Linked DNA regions of Rattus norvegicus: region 1 is linked to region 2. The links are chromatin contacts, called in public Hi-C maps. All regions are on one chromosome and are shown on one strand. The core of a region is the stretch at or near the end of the contact, and the rest is flanking DNA. Distances in the headings are between cores, read along the strand shown.

Region 1 (4,096 bases), core at 450-2,949, 170 kb before region 2:
TGCAGCTAAGTGAAAATCCTTTCCTGGCCTTCCAGAGGGACCGTGGTGCAAACAAATCGAAGATAAATCGGCTAAGCTTCAGACGTGGCCACTGTCGCCATCCCAGCAAGAGCATCCGTATTGACAGAAATCTCCCTAACTTAACCTTGGTACTGGGCTAAGCACAATTTATGCAGGTGATGAAAAGAGGAGCAAAGAGGCCTTCGAGATGTAAGACAGAAAGATAAACTGTCTTCCCTCAGTGGCCATTAGAACACTGCCCGTTTGATAAAGCCACCTGTGGCTCCTGGGGTCTAGGCTGGAGGCGCTAATTTCCTACCTGCCATACTCTGCTACTTGTAGATATTGAGGAGGAAAACGTCATAGATGTGTGGAAGGTGACACTATTGTCTTGTATTCCCACTGGGTGGTCCCCACTTTGCGAGAGTTGATAGGGGCAGAAGCCCACAGTTGAGTTCAGCTGGGAAGTGATGGAGGAGGAGCGAGTAGCGACATGCCCAGATCCTTAGATAGCACGGAGCAAGCCCCAGTGTGGAATGCTCACAGGGTGGAGGATTTTAGGCAGAGGACACACCTAGTTGCCTAAGGTGCCGCAGCTGCCCCATCCACTTGATTGCCTGACTCTGGTGATCGTTCTCAGGGCGGGGTTAGAAGCAGACCTCCCTTCCACCTTTCAGTAGCGTCTGACATCATGGTCATGGCTGAGTCATCTGCTCCACTACAAAGCCCGGAATCTGAGAGAGCAGCCAAGATGGTCTAAGGGGAACCAGCTAGGGCTCATCAGCCGGTCCGCACAGAGTCTCACAGACAGGAAGTTAGCACCTCCAGCCTGGACCCTAGGAGCCACAGGCGGCTTTATCAAACAGGAAGAGACAAAATGGGACTAAGATGGGACTGAAAATACAATCTGGACTGGCTGTCCCTGAAGGGTTGTCATCCACACGTGCTTCTGAAAGCCAATTCACAGAAAGGTTTCCCCACCCAGGGTGCCCAGTCAGCCCACTGTGCAGGTGCCAGTCAAGAAACAGGTCCAGAACTCCTGCCACATAGCTGCCCTTGGAAAGTAGGAAAAGCCCAGCTCTGACCTATGTGGAAGGATGCATGTTGGTTCTGGATGGGTACCATCCTTTTCTGGCATCAGACAAGGATGTATCCATGCAAGATATGATGTCGAGAGCAGCTGCTTTGGTTAGGCTTCACTCTCAGCAAAATGAGTGTCATGTCCCTGGAACTGCAGCTAGTCCATACAGATGTGAAGGGAATTGAGTCTAGTACATCTGTGGGCAAGGTAAGGCACGCCAAGTGGAGGTGCTGTGGAGACCTACTACAAACACGGACTTGTAAAAGTCGTAGGAAATCAGAACTGCATGAAGAAGACAGCCATATGCCAGAAGAACTGGACTTCCTGATCATGACTGCTGGATCTGACCAAGAGAGTTCTTTGGTTGCTGAATTCCATATTTAAATTTAGCCTGCAAATGAAAAAAAAAAGCAGTTTTTACAACTCTAAATACACTTTCTACTACTGAGAATGGTGATTGAAGCAAAAGTAAAAATAGCTGCTCACACCACGATTTGAGGAAATCTAAATCTGAAACGATCTTTTTTTTTTTCATTTGCATGCTACCAAATAAGGACATGGGGAAGCAGTGAGTCACCAAGATTCTAGCATTTACCAGACTGCAACATGAGAGGGAAGCACTCTCTAGGATGAGGCTTGGAGGCTCTGTGACTGACATCTGCCCCATCCCCCATGCGGAACCTTATGCGCCTACCTGAAAAAAAAAGGGCCCAATTTCTTTTTCTAATTCTTAGGGCAGTGTTTCAGTGAATAATATTCATGTTTCAGACTCTCGAGCCTATGGAATAGTGTCCCACATCTAAGGAACAACTCACAGATCTTTCAACCTCTGTTACCTCAGTTGATCACACTCGATTTGCACAGAATCCTTAAGGCACAGCATGAAGTTGCCACATAGACCATCACCGAACTGTGGATGTCTCTGCAGAGACAGGGTGAATCACCAGCTGGGAGGGGGTGGACGGAGGATGACACAAAGGAAAACAAGATTTAGAGATCTAGGCTCCCTGTTACCCTGTCACATGGTCCCTGCATAAACCAATGTTCTTAAAGTTCGAAAGCCCAACTGAAAGGTTCAGGCACTGCCTGCCAACCTGGTGTTTTCTTCCCCGGCTCTTGGAAGACAGTTTAAAAAGAGTTCGGGAATGTTCTGGTCTTTTGTTTGGAAATTTTTCCTGCTTGTTGACTAGTTGTCTGCGGACTGCGAGGTGGGTCTGTTTGCGTTAAACAGGCTGAACAATCTATAAAGCACACCGGCTGCTTTCGAGGCTGGCTTATTTTGGATGTGCAGAGACGTGTACTGAGTTGCTCATTTACGACTGAAACTCTTCTGTGCTCAGTGTGACACAGGAAGACTTTGAAGGCAACGGTAGCTGTTGTGGGATGTTCTTGCAAGGTGGTACAAGAAAAATGTCTCTGTTTCTTAGCACATGACCAACTGTGTGCATCTCCCCTAAGATTTTTATTATTACTACTACTACTACTACTACTACTACTACTACAGGGTCTTGTAAAGAAATTTGCATTACTGAAGCTTTTGGGGGAGCCACTTATCCCCTTTTATCAGAAGACCACCAAACAGAATCCCAAGCACGGAAGCCATTCCTTGTTCTTAATCACAGGAGTTCAAATCCTCTATCACAAGAGAAATAGTTTCTGGGGAGTTATGGATTGCTATAGCCAGTTTTACATATTATCATAACAAAAAAAAATGAAGAACCAAACAATGCTGCCCCCTTCATTGTGTAAAGGAGAAATAAATGGAGGGGACTGCCAGCGAGCTAGGAAGCCCTTTGGTCCCAACCCTTCCCTTATCGCCCATCTTCCTGCAAGGAAGCTCAATGGCTGCCAGAAAGGAGGAGACCATGACTGTGAGCTGGTCAGGTCAGGGGTTGCTGGGCATCAAAACAGCAAAAGGCAGGGGTGAGCAAAGCAGATTGGTCCTACCTTAAGCAGACCTGGTCCTGCCTTTTATCTCTAATTACTTGCGTGACTTTGGATAAGCACTTCACCTCTCTCATCTCTAAAATGACAGACTGGAGCTAAGTTCTCAGAGTCGTCTCCAACAACTCTAGTGGGGCAGCGGGTGTGTGTGTGTGTGTGTGTGTGTGTGTGTGTGTGTGTGTGTGTGTAGATTCTTTTATTAAGGATTCTTATGAAGGCTGTGAAGAAAAGCTGACTGTCCCTGCTAGCTGCAAAAGAGCAGACTCTGGAGGAGCTGTGAAATGATCCACAAGGAATCCCTGTGGAGGGTTGAAAAACTATAGAATTGTGGAATTGTGTGTAACGTGCCATCCGAGTGGGGCTCTCTGAGGCCATACAAAATGGGACACGTTAAAGCAAAGAACCCAGGCTTTTGAAGCCAGCCTATGCCCCTACTTCATTCTGCAGTCTCTTCCCATGATAATGCAGCACCTTGTGCTCACAATTAAATGTCAGCCACGGAAAACATTTCCTTTGGCTTTGTTGTTCCAGGACCTGATTCTTTTGTCCTCCATATAATGGATATGCAGAAACAATGACAGAACAGAGATTTTTTTTCCCTTTTCTAAAGCGATGACAAACACAGTGCTCCTTCCCTTCCTCCCTCCTTCCTCCTTGTCCCCACCCCCTAAAATAAATCATTGTTCAGGAAAAAAAAAATCCCATTGTCTATTGTCCACGGAAGATCAAGATCTGCCTAGGAACAGCTCAGGCAGACGCGGCAGTGCTCCTGGATGTCCTGTAGGTGGCGCACGAAGGCAGCGCTGGCGGAAGCGCGGCCGGTGGCAAGGATGGGGGGGGGGTTCGCCTCCCGCAGCCGCCGCCACCCCCGCCCCCTGCCGCCCCCCTCCTCGCGTGCTAATTGCTGGAACCACCACTGGGACTTAGGTCCGGGAGAAAGAGAGCGGGAAGGAGGAGGGGAAGGGAAGTGCGGGCTCTAGCTCCAAACACACAAAGCCTCTGGGGCCTGGGGCAGGGTGCCCTCCCTCTGGTTTCTGTCCCCGGGCGGAGCTGCTGCATCCCCGGCTCCCG
Region 2 (4,100 bases), core at 68-2,567:
GTGTCTTTACCAGTAGCCATAAGAGCACTGAACTTTCCGGTCCTGGCTTGTCTACTTTCCCAGTGACCTGGGATCAGTTCCCATATCTGGATAACCGGGGACAGTTAATTTAGGACAGTCTCAAGTGAGGCTTGGTCAGGGTACAGAAAGGAGTCCTGGATACCGTAATGTATCCAGGAGTCTGATACTGAAAGGGATATGATCTAAATCATGTTCCTGTCCTGTCACTTGTCAGCAATGTGACCTTGGGCCAGTGGCTTCACCTTGCCAAGCTGCAGAGGGCAGTAAAGCCTGCTGCAGGAAGATATAAGTGTGAAGTCTAGAGAAGGTAAGCCAGCACGCGGGCTGCTGCAAGTTCTTGTAAAGTTGGGACTTGTTTAGGGTGTGTTGTAGCAGCAGCTGGAGATCCTGCCTTAGGTTTCTTCTGAGACCCAGCCGCTGCTGGCAGAGAGAAGGAAGACAGCGGAGGGTACCACCAGGGGATGGATGAGTGGGGCTGTGCTTCCCATATCCTTCACGGTCTGAACCCCTCCTTTCTCTGACTTCCTGCTCCATGCTCCCCATCTGCCTCTTGATTGATTCTGCCTTCTCATTCATCCTTACGGCATCTCTGATCTCTTCCACAAAACTCTCCGGGTCCGAGGGCTGATAGTGAAGTCAATGCATGGGCCCTTTTGAAGACTGATTTGTGTAGAAGCTGTGGATGTTGATTGATCTCCACTCACAAACCCCTCTGTAAAACCACTAGCCAAGCATTTGCAGGTCCTCACTTCCCTGTAACCCTGTGGATGTCTGACAGAACATCGAGTACCCAGTAGGTGCTCAGTTGCAGGGTGTGGGGAGGTGAGGGTGAAGAAAGATGAATAGAGCCAGGGAACTCATCCATCCATCAGAGTCCCTCTGGTGGCTGTGAATGAGGAGTTGGGCTGGAAATGTGGGTATGATCTGGTACAGGAAGCAGGACAGTTGGACAGATTTGGGTCCTCTCATGGATTTACTTAGTACTGGCCATCCCTTCATATACTGTCTGTTGGCCAAATGGGGTGGTGAATTACATTTACAGAAAGCTCACCCTGAAATCGTAGTTATGGGGACAAATACATCAGACCCTCTGTTTCTTTTTTCTTATTCTGTATGAGCTAAGATGAGAAGCCAAAAAGATGGCAGTTTCTCTTCGACCTCCTGGGAGAGAGCTCTCTTTGGGAGGAATCGTGTCTCGAATGGAGGAATCACGACAGCTCCTGGGACCTCCCCCTGGTTTTTTTTTTCCGACCGAGTGGGTGGAACAGGAGCCGGAAGTGTCTGGTGGACGTGCCAGTGTTGAGGAACTCATGGCTGCTGTTTGATCACAACAGGCTATCTGTTCTTCCTCCCCCACATCCACCACATGGACTCATGTCTTAGACACGAACACATTCTTCAAATAACACATTCTGGAACATTCTTGCACCCCACCCCAGCCTGGCCAAGGACTCTCTGTTAATGAATGGGAGCTTTCTTAACTAATGATATTCTTGACCATCTGTCCAGCTGGTCACTGAGAACAGAAAGCAGACGCACGAGTTGCTTCTTTTTCATCGTGGCCCCATAAAATTAGAAATGTAAAGATTATCTCTTTCTCGAATCTGGAAAGAGCAAGTCTCTCAATGCATTTCATGAGAGATTTGGATTAGGTTGTTGTTGCTTTTGAAAGTATGGGTCCTGTGAGGGTTTGGATCTAGAGAAATGAATGCTTGCTTGTTTGTTTTCTCCTAGGTTAATATGCAAGCTGGTGTTTATTCTCATATACCACTTTGGATCTCTTGACATTAAAAGGAAGTAGACGTCTTGGTCCTCTGCTTTTTTTTTTTTAAGCATTAATTGAAAATGAATATTTTTCATGTAATATTCCGTTCACCATTGTTTCCCCTCCTCCTTCTCCTACTGGATTCTCCGTACCTCCCCCCCTTCCAATTCCATAACTTCTTTCTCTCTGTCTTTAGAAAACAAACTGGCAAATTAGAAATCAAAACAAAACACACAGCATGAGAAACGCATTCACACACACCTGCATGTACATGAATGCACACACACACACACACACACACACACACACACACACACACGCACACACACACACACCCCATACAAACTCAAAAGCAAAAGACCAGTAAGGTTACAAAAAATGTCCGAACAAAGCAACATGAGACCAAAAAAAAAAAAAAAATCACTCAAAATACCATTGAGTCATTTCCTGTTGGCATCGACTGCTGAACGTGGATGGAGCCTCCCCAAGTCTGTTCTGTATACCCAATGAGAGTCCATTTGTGAAGGAACACTAATATTTTTCCTTTGTGTGGCCCTCAATAGGAGATAGTGTCTTGGTTGGGGATGGGAGCTCATGTCCACTTCTCTTTTTCCCTCCCTCCCCACCTGGGCTGATCTTTTACTTAGCATAGATCCCTGAGCCCTGCTGACCTCCACTTTTAGCATGTGAATTAACAGGACTAGCTGGATGATCAGATATGAGGACCCATCTCTAGGTCAAGTTGTAGAATTAGGAGCTGAGGAAATGCTGGCCCCTGCAGGGCCTCTGAGAGCTGCAGATGTATCTCCAGGAATGGATCAGTGAAGTCAAGTGGATGGAATGAATCTGGGCAGGCTTGCTGTTTGCATAGGTGGAGTGACAGGAAGGAGGGTGGGGCCTAGGTACCTGTGTGCCCTACTCAACAACCATTGCAAGACAGTTGTTTGAGGTACCTCCTGATGGTGACAAGGGCCCAATAGACCGAGATGACTCCAGCAGAGGGGACTTGGGCAAGTGGAATGTGCTTGTCTGTGGGAAGCATGTAGTAGTTGTCAAAAGCACCCCAGATCAGGCTGAAACAACACTAGAGCAAGACTGGGTTGTCAGAAGGGAGGAGATCCACGCATGTCACTGCTGATAACTCCAGAGTGGTGGATCCTGCGTGTGGGTGCAGGTCGAAGGCAAGTTTGAGTGCCATATAAACTAAACCATACACAAGTCACCCTTGGTGGGCATCCACCCCCTTAGTAACTCATCTTAAAGTGGCTGTTCTGGTGGTGTCCTTTCTCAGGGAGGAGGTAATATTGCTTATGAAGGTTTTGGTGTGTGTGTGTGTGTGTCTGACTCAGGCATCCCCGAGCAAAGGGCACTTTCAGTTAAGTTTCGAGCATCAATTGCAAGAGGCCCATAGACATTTATTCATTCATTCTTTCATTCATTCTCTTTTTTCATTTTGTGTGTAAGTACATTTCGTGTGTGTGCAAGCCAGAGGCCAAACTTGGGTGTTATTTCTTAAATACCAGTTACCTTTTTTTTTTTTTTTTTTTGAGTCAGGGTCTCTAACTGCCCTAGAACAATTCCAGCAGGGTAAGTTATCTGGGGAGAGAGCTCCAGAGCCCGTCTGTCTGTCTGTCTGTCTGTCTGTCTGTCTGTCTGTCTGTCTCTGTCTGTCTCTGTCTCTGTCTCTCTGTCTCTGTCTCTGTCTCTCTCTCTCTCTGTCTCTCTCTCTCTCTGTCTCTCTCTGTCTCTCTGTCTCTCTCTCTGTCTCTCTCTCTCTCTCTCTCTCTCTGTCTCTCTCTCTCTCTCTCTCTCTCTCTCTCTCTCTCCATAGTTCTGGCATTAAAAGGATCGGAATCAGGTCCTCCTGCTTACAAGCCAAGCGTGGCACTCGTCCCTGTTGTTTTTGTGGGCCCTGCCTTCACTTACAAAGCCCATCCTTCTCCCCACTTCAGTGTTTTCTCTGCTTCATTCTGATTATCTTCATCAGTGAACTGAAAAAGTAAGCTCACTTTCAAAAAGGGAAAACATTTTCATAATGGAGAAACAAGATTATTATGGATTAAAATACGATTATCTCTAGCTTCGAAGTTGAAGTACTTACTTAGGCTAAAATATTAAGAGAGATCTTTTCCCAGCCATTGATTTGATGTGAATGCAGGCAACTCATTCAACAAATTACTCTGAAGTGCTCTCTGAGTGCTGAGTGAAGCCACAATCAGAAATGTGGTGGTGAGCAAGTCAGCGATTATCCCCGTCCTTATAAACAGAGTGACAGCCAGCTCAGTGTCAGCTTGGGGCTTTCCCCCCCTTTGTC

The links. Hi-C and Micro-C count contacts between places; a contact is called where the count stands out from the background.
Region 1: a Hi-C map of the A7r5 cell line shows a contact between it and region 2, with 5 times the contacts expected there. The contact joins two enhancer-like sites. A contact is called at or near these places in 4 of 12 Hi-C or Micro-C datasets (the A7r5 cell line, kidney, liver and 1 more).

Annotation. Positions count from the first base shown.
Region 1 is chr2:138,381,549-138,385,644 of GRCr8, reverse strand. No RefSeq gene overlaps it. Among named protein-coding and RNA genes, the nearest start is that of Foxo1, 79 kb to the left of the region's middle. Within about 2 kb of position 1,699, at least 26 of the 93 cell types and tissues checked have an H3K27ac peak or open chromatin away from gene starts, as enhancers often do. A contact at or near this core is called in the A7r5 cell line, where this site is marked.
Region 2 is chr2:138,209,203-138,213,302 of GRCr8, reverse strand. All of the region lies in intron 1 of Maml3 (mastermind-like transcriptional coactivator 3), which reads left to right. Among named protein-coding and RNA genes, the nearest start is that of Maml3, 77 kb to the left of the region's middle. Within about 2 kb of position 1,317, at least 12 of the 93 cell types and tissues checked have an H3K27ac peak or open chromatin away from gene starts, as enhancers often do. A contact at or near this core is called in the A7r5 cell line, where this site is marked.